Linked DNA regions of Rattus norvegicus: region 1 is linked to region 2. Evidence: chromatin contacts called from public Hi-C data. All regions are on one chromosome and are shown on one strand. Each heading gives the region's core, a stretch centred on a gene start, on an enhancer-like site or on the middle of the called end of the contact. The rest is flanking DNA. Distances are from core to core; before and after follow the strand shown. Region 1 holds the start of Slc1a3 (solute carrier family 1 member 3). Region 2 overlaps Slc1a3 (solute carrier family 1 member 3).

Evidence for each region. A called contact is a pair of places that touch in the nucleus more often than the background predicts.
Region 1: a Hi-C map of the A7r5 cell line shows a contact between it and region 2, with 4 times the contacts expected there. The contact joins the promoter of Slc1a3 here to the enhancer-like site in region 2. A contact is called at or near these places in 4 of 12 Hi-C or Micro-C datasets (the A7r5 cell line, Schwann cells, frontal cortex and 1 more) and 1 of 1 datasets of contacts at active chromatin or transcription factors (oligodendrocytes).

Annotation. Positions count from the first base shown.
Region 1 is chr2:59,553,423-59,560,517 of GRCr8, reverse strand. It overlaps Slc1a3 (solute carrier family 1 member 3), which reads left to right and starts at 2,731. Exons shown (of 10, transcript NM_019225.2): 1 at 2,731-2,894; 2 at 4,437-4,714. The coding sequence starts at 4,534.
Region 2 is chr2:59,481,925-59,488,645 of GRCr8, reverse strand. Slc1a3 (solute carrier family 1 member 3) reads left to right here. Exons shown (of 10, transcript NM_019225.2): 9 at 1,221-1,355; 10 at 3,711-5,939. The coding sequence ends at 3,918. Among named protein-coding and RNA genes, the nearest start is that of Slc1a3, 73 kb to the left of the region's middle. Within about 2 kb of position 1,280, at least 19 of the 93 cell types and tissues checked have an H3K27ac peak or open chromatin away from gene starts, as enhancers often do. A contact at or near this core is called in the A7r5 cell line and Schwann cells, where this site is marked.

The DNA of each region.
Region 1 (7,095 bases), core at 1,482-3,981, 70 kb before region 2:
CGTTCGTCTGCAACTGTGGTGCCGATGTTTCCAGTATCTAAGTACTAGAAATATAACACAACATTCGGTTCACAATGGTTTTGATCTTTCATTTATTTGGTACTTCTATGAAGGGGGGAGGGAAATCATTTCCAAGTTCAACGGTTCTGCTTAGAGAATAGAGGAGTCCGTGGGAGAAGTACCCAAAACAAATCAGGTTGCCCCCAGGATGTTTCTGCCATATTGCTTTTTTTGTTTTGTTTTGTTTTGTTTTCATTTTAAGTACATGCAGAAGAAGTAATTCCCAATATTTGGCCCAGACCCAGACCTCGCAGTTCATATGAACTCTGAACTGAGACTCGTTGCATCTCATTTTCTCATTAGGTTTTATTACAACCAACAACATTTCCAAGGGAGAATTACTTCCTTTCTCTATGAACGCCAGACTCCTATGCTTTTTGCACAAATTGAAATAGTAAAATAGTTTTAGCCAAGCTTTAGGGATTTAGTAAGGAGCAGAGGTGGGGGGAGGAGAGAAAAAACAAGACAGGCTCTCCTCTGTGCTAACCAGAATGCTTTTTTGGGTGTTTTGTTTGTTTGTTTGCTTGCTTGTTTGGAAGGTGGGCAAGGTGAAGCAGAAGTGTTATTGATTTAAATGTTACACGAAGACGCCACTTAAAATTGTCCTGTTTGCCTTTCGAGTTCCCCTAAAATGCAAATCATACACAGAAAAAGCAAATGGAGCCTATCAGTGACAAAGGAAGGACTCAGGTTGAGATGACAGTCTATGCACATGGAAGGTAGCAGCAGGAAACAAAGGGCTTGGTAAATAAGGGATGCGGCCTCTTAGATTCTATCAGCCAATCTCAAGAGTTGCTTAACGCTCGCTGTTTATCAGGCACAAGGCAAACGCTTGCCCTCAAAGAACTTATCATCGTTCAGCTGAGAAGCCCAGACTGGACACATCTCAGTAGGAAGGGCACAGACCAAGGCAGCATCTAACTAAGTGTTAAGCAATGGCGTGCAGATGGTAAGGGATCTGAGGGACCAGAGGAAAGAAAAGATCACTGAGAGCTGAGGCTGACAAGAGACCGAAGATTGTCATTAAATTATTCGAGCAGTGTAATGTTAGGAAGCTTTTACAATTGCTGCTAATTTGACAGGTCGAGCACTCTTACACACTCAGCACTGCTTTCCAACCAGTAACTGTTCCAAAGCGCATCCATGAAGGATTAAGGCTGGCAGGAAACTTTTTTTTACATTGCTCCCTGGATTTGCTAATGAGGAACAAAATACATATTTTGGTGTTGGATGACAGACAGAAAAACTGAGCAGACTTTGCGTGGGGATTTTAGTGAACCAGCAAATAGAATGAGGGCTGTGATCTTGGGTGTGTTTTCATGTTTCAGATGAGTCATTTTCTTTCACTTCAGCAAGTTTTTAAATTTGAGGAGGGAGGGGTAAGTCACTCTTAATTCATTTTTTTAAAAGATGTATTTATTTATTATATATAAGTACACTGTAACTGTTCAGGCACATCAGAAGAGGGCATCAGATCTCATTACAGATGGTTGTGAGCCACCATGTGGTTGCTGGGATTTGAACTCAGGACCTCTGGAAGAGCAGTCAGAGCTTTTAACCACTGAGCCATCTCTCCAGCCCAACAATTCATTTTTAATTTATAAGTTGTCTATTTGTGCAGTCCATTTTTCTTTTAAGAAAAATGGCAAAGTCTCCTTTAATCCTAGCACTTGGGAGGCAGGGGCAGCTGGATCTTTGAGTTCAAGGCCACCCTGGTCTGCAGAGTGAGTTCCAGGACAACCAGGGCTACGCAGAGAAATCCTGTCTTGAAAAACCCAAAAACAAACAAACACACACACACACACACACACACACACACACACACACACACACACACGGAACAGAAAAGGAGAGAGAGAGAGAGAGAGAGAGAGAGAGAGAGAGAGAGAGAGAGAGAGAGAGAACTTTTCTAACTCCTGAAAACCGGGATGGGGGCATTCAGCATCCTTTAAACGGAATGGAATAGCAATGGAATAGCGACTTACCTTTGGAAATCATGAGTGTGCATTTGCACTCTTGGTCTTAAAACACAGTTTACTTTACAGTTTGGCAGGGATCCTGTTCTTTTTGTGTTTCTTACCTTTTTTCTGTCCACACAGCAGGCAGCCAGAGAGTCCATCCAATCAGATTTCTTATTTTGGAGTTTTAAACTGTAAAACAGGGGCATGTCTCACCTTGTGTTTTGAGTAACTTTATACAAGTTGAGAGGGTGGCAGTAAGCATTTTCCTCTCTACACTTAATTGTATTCAGGATCCTTGCAAGAAATTTCAGTTACGTCCCCAGTGCTAAAGGGGTGGGGTGCTGCAACAGTTGTATGAGCAGGCAAAAGAACACCCTCTGACGTCCCCTGAAGGGGAGGAAACCTGAAATAAAGTGAGGTAATTAAACGTGGCTTGCAGGATTCTTCCAAACTTTTAAATCCCGACTTCCAGCGTCCATGTGTGTGCGCACTTTAGTTTTCGATTCTTCCAGGTCCTGGTTTTGCACTTCTAATAAAAGTGAACTACGAAAACGTGAACGTGGTCTAAGGAGCAAAACAAAGCCATAGAGCATGCTTCTGTTGTGCCAAGTAATCAATATTCCGGGGAGCTCCGGCTCCCCCCTCCTCCTCCTGCTGTTTTCATTTTCCCACTCCCCCTTTCCCCAGCACAGGCTCCGCCTCTTTTCTTAAGTTGCCTGATAGTAAGTGGCGGTTTCGGAGCACATGCATGTTGTCAGGGCCAGCCTGCCCCTCCGCTCGCCGCTCGCTGAGCTGTTACTCCGAGCTACCTGCTGGGGAAATTCACTTCGACGTAGCCTGGGGTGTCTTCCACCAGTCACAGAATCAGAAAAGGTAAGCGCAGCCTCCTGTAGCCCGCGGGGCTCAGTTTCGCGTCCCACTTTTCTGTTTGCTGAGCGACGGAGTAAAGCTAGCCATATTGGTAGGTAAGGTCCTGTTAGGACTGAGAGCAGCCAGCGTGTGCTAACTATGCAAGCCCAGTCCTCTCTGGGTTTCAAATTCAGTCGGTCAAGGTTGGACGGTGGGGAGTTTTTTTTTTTTTTTGGGGGGGGGGGTAGACGGAGGTTAGAGATCTAGAGTAAAACAAGACTGAACTGGTGTACTTTAAGGGGAACTGACGGGTTAAGGACATCAGAACTATTAGTGGAAAAAAAATCTGGACTCTCCTCTCTTACCCCCCTCTTTAAGCTTTTAATCTAGTGTAAGGTACTAACTGCATCGCAAATCTTACTATCAATGACCTCAGCTGCAATTTTATTTAAAAGTCAAAACTATTAAGTCTTTTTTTTTTTTTTTGCACCCTTGGATTTACCGAAAGCCTGCGAGCTACCTCCCCCACAGACGCACACGCTGGCTCCGACTCTGCCAGATACACACGTCCACAGGCGCGGCTGATCATCGCCAAAGACTAGGGGTTAGGATTCATGCACAGCGGCAGGAGGAAGCCCATGACTTCCAGCAAGAAAAATGGTTTAGGCGTTTGTATTTGAATAACCTAAGAGCACTTTAGAGAAACCAGAAACCACACGCTGTAATGTTTGGAATGAAAGCTGGTTTCTCTCCTCATCTGTTCCAAAAATCCTAAATTTCAAAATACGGAGACAGCAGTGAGGGTTTCCTCAGAAGACTCACATGCCTCGTGGGTTTGCCGTGAACACAGATGTTGCTTTATGCTCCTACTTCTAATGATATGAAAATGGATTGTGATATTAGATAATTTATAGATGTGCCCAGGGCCATGTGCTAACTTCACGGAAAAGGTTTCTGTAAAAGCCTCAAATGCATTTCTCCTGTCACCTGGGCACTTGCATTTTATTTTATGGCCGTATTTATTTACAAGTTAATCTGCTCATGTTTCTTTCTTAGTGAAATAAATAAATAAAACCAAAGAGACACACTATATATGCCAATTGCTATATGTCTCTACTATCTCTGGGTTTTTTTTGTTTGTTTGTTTTTTTTTTTGGACGTAGTTATGTCTTCAATCACATACAAGACATGAGTTCTCAAGTGGAATTTTCTGTCTGTTTAGTTCAACCGGGTACTTAATGAGTGTGTGGGTTGTGCAAGGCACTTGGCTAGGCTCTGGGGACAGAGTGGGAATGAGGGTGCTTGGCCTCATCCAACTCTGAAGAACCCCTTACTCATTGAGGGGAAAGAGCAAACTGGAAATGGAACACAACCTTTCACTTATCTATTCTAATTGTATGTTTATTTCGTACACCCAGTCCAGTAAAATACAATCTAGCCTGATATCGTAGCTCTTTCGGTCTTTTAATTCTCCGTGCCGTTAACTCACCGCCTGCCCTCCTGGGAACCAGTGCTGACTGCTCAGAGCAGGAGGCTGTAACTTTGTCCCTTTCTACTCCACTCTAGTTGTCCTCTCTAACACCAAAGAGGAGATTTCGCTTTCTGGGGACAAGTTCAAGACACTGAAGTGCAAGGCTGTGGTAAATTCCTGGAAAGATAAAATATGACAAAAAGCAACGGAGAAGAGCCCAGGATGGGAAGCAGGATGGAAAGATTCCAGCAAGGGGTGCGCAAGCGGACGCTCCTGGCCAAGAAGAAAGTTCAGAACATCACCAAGGAGGATGTGAAGAGCTACCTGTTTCGGAATGCCTTTGTGCTACTCACCGTCAGCGCTGTCATTGTGGGTGAGTCATTTGACCAAAACCAAAACGACAAAAGCCGGTGTCCTGTTTCTGCACGATGTTTGAATGCCCAGGAGCAGTTATCAGATAGACTGATTGTAGCTATTCAAACTCCTCTGCATTTGAAGAGTTGGGTTTTCTCTTTGTTTTGTTTGTTTGTTTTGTTTTTTCCCTCTCCAGAAAAACAAAAACAAACAAACAAAAAGCCCCAAACATTTCTTGGGAGCCATATATGGTAAATACACAACAATCAGAAAGAATTGTTGGTGAGCATCATGGGCATCCATTGAGTATGTGCAGAAGAGAAATGAGATGAATGCTCTCCCATGCCGAGTGACGATAAGAGAGTGATAATTGAATCACTAGGTAGGCTAGACTTGGCCAAATGTTATCATTGTACAATGCCCTTGCTACGTAAAACTGATTTATACAAGAGGCCCAAGTTGAATCGTGGGCCTCTAATAATAATTGAATCCTTAGTGTGGCTGGAAGCTGAGTATCGTTGCTTAAAAATGGAAGTCAAATCTGTCCTGTGTTTGGACGCTCCCATGCAGTGACTGGGGAAGGTAAACTGGGAGATTGCAAACACAGGTCTCTTTCATTCATTGCCTCATGAAGCCTGCCACAGCTAGCTACGTCATTTCCAAAATATTTCAGTCCCTTACTAATTTAGCATGGTCGACAGCATTCTATATTAATATAACCTTCGCTTGCTCGGTTTACAACTATTTGAAGTCTTAGTTTATTGCTTAACGGACAACACAGATCTTACCTTAAAATACTGTTGACGAAAACTAAGTCTCTGGGATTTTTTGATCCAACCAGTGTAGACAACCTTAGGCTGGAAACATATAAACTAATAAGTTCTAAAATAAATTTCTACCAACTTGACACCAAAAGGCATTCATGTAAAATTTTTCTCACTCCAAGATATCCATAAAGTTCAAAGAATTAATGGCTTCATTAAAAAAAAATCAAGAAACTTGTGTAACATATGGATATAACTTTGTCAAGAAGCTTGACTTTATGAATGACAAGGAGAAATACAGCAGGAGAGAAAAATGTGTCATAGACTTTAGATTTATTCCATTTTAACACCATTGGCTCTTGTAGTTGTCGATTAATGAGTTGGCCATTCGTTACAGAAAAACTCAAAGGTGACATGTCCTGATTTTCTTTAAGGATTCTTTATTTATTTAGTGCACTGTCACTGTCTTCAGACACACCAGAAGAGAGCTTCAGATCTCATTACAGATGGTTATGAGCCACCATGTGGTTGCTGGGAATTGAACTCAGGACCTCTGGAAGAGCAGTCAGTGATATTCTTAATCACTGAGCCATTTCTCTGGCCTGACATGTCCTGATTAAGCCAGAGAAAATAATAGCTTTCTTCAGTAGGTTCCCAGCTTTGAATCCATTCCAGGAAAAAGAGTTTCAACACGGTCGTTTTCCTGGGAGTCAATGCAAAATTGGCATGTTCTTGCTTCATTTTATGCCCTGAATCACAGCTATTGCCAAGCCAAGAGATAGCATAATACTCACAGTATTTACGTAAGACAAGTCCGACTACCTTCTCCGAGGGTTTTGTGTGCTCTCACTTGTGATGGTGGGTATGATACTACAGACCCCCTCCTCTTACGGATGGAACTGCTCACAAAGAGATCAAGTAGCTTGCCCAAAGTCACTATGCTGGAGAAGAGAAGCAATGCCAGTCTGGTGCCAAACGCTGTTCTAACAGAAGAGCCATCTTGCCCTTGCCCTGTTGACTGCTGACTTGTATGAGAAATGCTAAGAGGGGGAATGTCCTGTGGTGTAGAGGCCAGCAAAGCAACCACAGCTCTACAGCGTCAGCCTGCTACCATGTGATTGACAGTTAAACTCAAGGGAAAGAATGGCCATTCTTCTACAATTAGGTCTCATTCCTCACACCCATTGAATAAATACCCACTTGCTTTGCATTAAATACTATTTGCATGGAGCTCAGTATGTTTGCAAAAGAGACAGAATCAGCTATTCAAAATGGTGTTCTAAACACCAAAAGGGCTCATTCTGTAAGACAGGAATATTTCCGTGAAAGAATAGGGAAATGGAAAAGAAGAGAGGATGGGGATGGAAGTCCGATTAATTGAGAAGGAAGTTGCTAAATACAGAGAAACAGCATCCCTCCTCACAAGAACAAAATGCCAGGAATTGAGGGTCTGTTTTCTCTAGTGCTCTCACTTCCTAGCCCAGTGGGGCCTTTCCTCAGATTTGTGAGAACGGCCCTCAAAGTTGGCAGAGCCGGAGTCGATAAGTTGGCTGAATGCCCTCATGGTTGGCTTTACTAATGGAAACTGAGGAGTTAGAAGCAGTAAGAAGAAGGCACACAAAGAGACACAAAAAGA
Region 2 (6,721 bases), core at 31-2,530:
GCTAAATCCCCAACCCTATATTCGGCCATTTTTGTGCTCTCCCTCTCTCACTCCCTCCTTCAGTCTTCCTCTGTCTCTCCCTTCCCCCTTCCCCTCCCTCTTTCCATTTCTTCTTCCCTTCATATTCCTGTCATATTTCACTTACACCATTCAGCATCTCCTAAGAATAAGAATATTCCTCTATGCACCCACAGTAATAGAATCCCGGAAGTACTTCCAGAGTACCCGTCTACCTTCAGACTGGGTCCATACTGGCCACACACACACACACACACACACACACACACACACACACACACAATTATAACACTACAGGGTTTTGCTCATAAATCATTTGCATTTGAATTGATAAACTTAATTTTGTGGCCACATCAATCATAGAAATTCAGACTCTTGAATAAGGTGATTATTAGAAATAAGTTGTCACTATAACTCTACGGCCCTTTAAACCTCAAGGTCACCTCCATTGAGGTGCTGCGGTGAATCTAGGGCCTCACGAGTGTTAGGCAAATGCTCTACCACAGAGTCCCCCACCCCCTTCTGGCGCTCATTACACCTTACAAACTGATTTTGAGGACCTAGAAAAGAATGTAGCCCCCAGTTTCTTCACTTAAAAAATGGTCACAAAATAAAGCCCACTTCACTGTGGGCCACAACACCATTGTGACAATCAAGCAAGGCAAAGCATGTATATTAGCTGATACATAATAAAATATGCATGCTCAAATTTGATTAGTCTGACAGGTAACTAAGTGAATTGTTTGGCTTTTTGGGTTTTTTTTTTAAAGATTTATTTCTTTTATGTATATGACTATACTGTAGCTGTCTTCAGACACACCAGAAGAGGACATCAGATCTCATTACAGATGGTTGTGAGCCACCATGTGGTTGCTGAGAATTGAACTCAGGATGTCTGGACAAGCAGCCAGTGCTCTTAACCTCTGAGCCATCTCTCCAGCCAGAATTGTTTGTCTGTGTGTATGTGTGTGTGTATATATATATATATACATATATATATGTATATATATACACATGTATATATGTATATATGTGTTTGTATGTGTATGTGTGTGTATACATATACATGTACATATACGTATACATATATTTCCATTCTTCTGAGGCAGGTCCTCCACTCAAGCAGGGGAACACGAGTCTTACAAGGTACTCTCCACTAGGAGACATCTGTAAACTTTTCCATTTTGTCCTTCTGTCAACAGTATCACAGCCACAGCCGCAAGCATTGGGGCAGCTGGCATTCCTCAGGCCGGTCTAGTCACCATGGTCATCGTGCTGACATCTGTGGGCCTGCCCACGGATGACATCACACTCATCATTGCAGTGGACTGGTTTCTGTGAGTATTTGGGGGACTGTGTGCTGACACACAGATCCCACCCGCAGACCCATCCCCCTCTGGCACCCCCACAGTTCTAGAATGATAACAGCCTCGTGGGCTTGGAGAAGAACCGAGGGGAAGACACACTGGCTTATAACGGAATCATCCTCACCACCGGACCCCAGTCCTCACCTACAGTCCCAGCCTAACTCCCTCCTCTCTCAGCCAGCGGGTGGGGCACATCTGGCTGCTCTCCCTCCTCCTCCATAAAGCCACTCACTGTCTGCAAAGCTGACATAAGTCAGCCAGGCTCTCTCCGGGTTGCGCAACACATCCCCTCAGCGGCTGGAGCCGCAGACCCCACGTGCCAGCTCAGGCCCTTCCTCCCTTGCTTCCCATTACAGTGAGATAATGCAAGGCAGATGTCTATGTCTGAGACTCATGAGGTGAGGGATGGCTGTGCAGACAGTGGGAAGCGAGCTCTTATTATCAAGTGAAATTGATTTGGGGCCCCGAGGAAAATCCCAAGAAATGAACCCTCTACCTCCTCAGACCCCACCACGTAGGGCCTGTCTTCAAGCCGCCTTTCCTCACCCTTCCAGGGACATTGTCTGTCCCTTGTCTCTCATAAATCCCTTCTACTGGGGAAAAAAATAGTTTAAGGGATGCTCTAGGAGAGGACCTCGGGGAAAGCATTGGATGCCGGAGTCCACCTATGAAGATGTCACTAGAGCTGGGAAGAGTGCAATGGTGTGCACCAAGGCTAGGGGACAGAGCCTATCCAGGTCACTAGGATCAGCTCTGAGCCTGTGACAGTAGTCACCTACCTAACCACCCCAGTTTCCACCTCCCTAAAAGTGGAAATGCCCTTGTTCTCTGCCCCTGCTGACACTCAGGGGATTAAATTCAGTGACAGGTAAGAACTTAGCCTGTGGTCTGACTCCTCCGAGGCATCAACTGGCACAAACGCTTTGGGGCTGGGGATGTAGTTCAGTTGCTAGAGTGTTTGCCTAAGTTCATGAGGCTCTGGTTCCTTCCCCAGCACCACATAAACTGAGAGGGAGGAGGGAAGACTGTTCAATCCTGCAATCTCAGCTCCTGAGAAATAGAGTTCAAGGCTATCCTCTTCCACCACATAATGAGTTCAAAGGCAGCCTGAGCCAAATGAAAACTTGACTCAACAAAAAAAAACAAACAAAAAAACAAACAAACAAACAAACAAACAAACAAAAAACCAAAAAGTACTTTGGCAGAATACAAGCTTCTACTCTCAAGATAGTTTATCTTTATACCTAAAATTGATTGAAATGGGCAACATATAAAAACTTTTTTTCTTGTTGGCTTCTTAGTGTCTCTGTGTGTAGTCCTGGCATAGTCTTGGCTGTCCTTGAACTCACTCTGTAGACCATGCTAGCCTCTAATTCACAGAGATCTGCCTGCCTCTGCCTCCAAAGTGCTGGGACTAAAGGGGTGTTTCACAATGCCTAACATTTTCTTTTTCTTTTTTTTTTAAAAAGTTAGGATAATGATTCATTATATATGACATAAATAACAATTTTTTGAAGAATAATCACTTCTAAACAAAAAGGTTAGTAAAAGAATGCCTTTGGATTACATTTTGTGAGCCTCCAAAACGTCTTGGTTAACATCAGAGAGCTACTACCCCAGCTCCCCCTGCATCCAGTATGCTATGATGTAATGTCATGGAGTCTATGCAATACCAGGATTTCCTGAGAAAATAAGAGTAAAGGAAACAAGCAAGACCATAGTATTAGGATAACCATGGTTTCTCTCCCAGGACACTTCTCCAAGGAGACTCTGTACCGTACTTGGAGAACCATTATTCAATGGAAAGTGAATGAGAGAAAGAGAAGAGGCTAAATAAGCCCAGGAAAGAGGACTGGGGAAATGACTTGGTTGGTAGGAGTGCTTGCTGTGCGTATGAGGCCTGGAGTCCCAACAAGAGGACCTTTGGGAATGGCTAGCAAGCCAATCTTGCTAAATCACTAACCAAGTTTAGTGAGACATCTTATTTCAAAAACTAAAGACCACACTGCTGGCTTCCACGCATGTGAATGCGTGCACACACACACTCCCCTGTGGCGGGGGGAGACAGACAGACAGACGGACAGGTCAGTCCTCACTGTTCACCTTCTGTGTATAGCCAGACTAAATAACTGGAAACTAATCACCTACTTGTAATTAGTTGTAGGTGTTAGGTGTTCAAGTATGAAATTGGTTCATTGGAGGGATACACTACCCAGAACTTAAAAGATGCTTCTAAAGCCCTCTCCAGCCAATTGGCGATAGATGCTGGGATCTGTTGTTTTTCATGGGACCCTCTCTTTTCCTTCCTGCCTGCCTCACCTACAGGGACCGCCTCCGAACCACCACCAACGTGCTGGGTGACTCCCTCGGGGCCGGGATTGTTGAACACTTGTCCCGACATGAACTGAAGAACCGAGATGTTGAAATGGGGAACTCCGTGATTGAGGAGAATGAAATGAAAAAGCCGTATCAGCTGATTGCCCAGGACAATGAACCAGAGAAACCCGTGGCAGACAGCGAAACCAAGATGTAGACTAACACAGAAGTGCTTTCTTAAGCACCAGGTGTTGGAAACTGTTCTACAATGTGTCCATCTCCCAGAGCTCTCTCTCCCAGTGAGCTCCTCTTTCCTCCCTACTCTGATAGGATTGGAAAATGTCCAAAAACAAAGGAGGGCTCTGCAGCAGCCAAAACGTATTGGTTTTAGCCCTCATTTGAAAATTTTAAATCATTTCGTATTATTCTTACCAAGTAAGTTACTACAAACATTACCAATTTAGATGACAAATGATCCCTTGTGATTGTTTTGTAAGTAAAAGCATTAAGCAAATGATAGGCTACAAAAACGTTTTAAAACCAACTTTCAAAATGTAAAAATCCTTCAGAACACTACTGAGTTTTAGTCTTAAAACATAGCAACTTGATGAGCAATTATCAGTTACCCGTTGGGTAGCTGAGAGGTTTGCCCTTTCTTCTGACTCTCATCCTGACTTTATCAGCATCAGGGCAATGCCCACATGCACACAGCACAGCCGTGAGGTGGAGCAGAAAGTGAGGCTCCCCAATGGTCTTGAGTGAGCCTTGTCTCATCCCTGGGCCTCAGTGTTCTCATGCAGAAAATGAGTGACCCCTAGATACCATAGGCCTCTCTAGCCCAGACTTTTACAACATCAGGAAGGACCCTGCCCCTGTATAACATGAGGATTTCAGACAGGACACTTAATGGGAGTGGACATTTCTCTCTAGGGGCAGGCTGCGTGTGGCTCACTAGATCCTGGGTCCAGAATGTGGGTTATATAAGTAGACAGGTGGAAGGCCATCCCGGGAGACCATCCCCTTGGCCTGTTGTTCTGTTTTATCTTGTTTTGTTTTCCAACATTAAAAGAAGCACTCCCTTCTTGGGTACTCTTCCCAAACCCAAGGGAAGAAAGCCTCCCACCACCTCTTCGACTGACAGTGAGATGTTTAGGAAACAAGGAGAAGACTAGCAGCTAGCAAGTGTGTCCATGGTCTTACTACGGAACACAAAAGAGCAGAGGCGGAATAGAGTACAGCCCACATTACAAAGGAGGATTCTTTTTAAGATCAGAAAAAGTTGGTTTTCTTTAAAGACTAAAAGAGAGCTGAACCTTGGCCTTCTTCTGCTGGCCTAAACGCTTTGTCTTCTGTTCCTAATCAATCCCCAAAGAAACAACACATAACATCACTCCTTTCTTATTTCACAGTCCAGCAAATGATATCTCTGGAACAGATTCATATCTATAAGCTGGGTGGATGGTCTCATTTCCAAAAAAAAAAGTTTAAAATTTGGTTAGTTTTTCCTATTTTAACTGGAAGTTCTTAGGATGACAAAACCACATACTCCTTTGTACAGAGATGTCTCTTGACAAATCATTCAAGACTCTCATCTAGAATGGAGTTTGCTTGTGTCCCTGTCTCCCCCTCCCTAAATGCAGATGAATCAGCATGAAAATAACATCAACGAGGGTGGAAGAAAAGAGGGCAAAGGAATTGTTTTCAGGCGAGGCAGCTCCCAGGTTGAAAAGAGATTTTTTTACTTCCTTAGGAATATCCAATCAAAGATACTCAATGGGAGCCCTCTGACAGTACCAGCTGTGTTTCTTTCTGAGAGAAAATGCTGAGTGGACACCATTATGCTAACAGACTGAAGGTCTAGACTCCTTGTGTCTCCCGATCTACTGTAGAGATACTTTCTAGAGATTCTGAGCGTTACATGCGTATAAAGGTTAACACTAGGCTACAGTGGAATAGTCATTTAATGGCAGGCTCAATTTGGGAAGTACACTACAGAGGTTAACCTATGTGGCAGTCGTTTTGCGACGCTAGTAGAACAAACTTAACCGCGTCAAATTAACGCTGTTTACCCAGTGTGATCATATTTTTTATACTAACCGTTTCTTACGAAAACTGGTCCTCTAGGGTGATCCTTTAGCCAGCCCATCACAGGCTGCGCAGATGTGTGTACCCACTGTGGACTGGGAAACATCACTTTGTAGATGTATTTTCAATAAAGAAAAGATAGTTTTACATGAATGCTCCTGTGTGGCGTTACTGTTCTTTTCCCCGTTGATGGAAGTACGGTAGCGAGCTCAAGGAGTGCTCGCTAGGGAAAGATGCCTCTGGACAGTAAAATCTCGGCAGAGTCAGCTGGGGGGCTTAGCCATGAGGTACTATGTAACGAGGCTCACTCTCCTGAAACAGGAGGTCAAAAGGCGGAAGTGAGATGAGGGACTCGTGGTGCCGTGACACTTGCACTTGGTTGCCCAGGTCAGATTCCGATTTCTCAGATAAAAGGAATCATTTCTGTGTTGGGATTAGAAAAGCAGAACTCTACCACGGGGCTCTTTCGGATGGAGTCGTTTCCTGTCTGACCTTCAAATTAAATAGATTTATCTCTGTGATTATAACCGCCATTTAGAAAAAGAACGGGATTAGCTCCCCAAAGGCACTTCAAAAGCAGCCCTGGTTACTAATAACCACCTATGTCAGACTATTCTCCTTCAAGTTTCTTAATAAAGAATTGGTAAGCAATATCACCAAAACCTCCGACTTGAAGCTCTAGCTGTACATCCTTTAATCTCTCTGACTACCAGTAGGGGGCAGTCACCTACAGAAAAGTTTCCTAAGTAGAGCTGGTGGTGCCTGGTCCACCCTTAGGAAGACTTCAGCAGAATGACCCATGCTTGATATTATAAAGTCTAGCACATTTGCATTTTTCTTAATTTTCATCAGTTTCTCCATAGGCTATTAGGAAGTTTTGTTTTTTTTTTTTAAATAAATCACTGTATTTGAATTAGAAAAAGTTCTAAGGCATA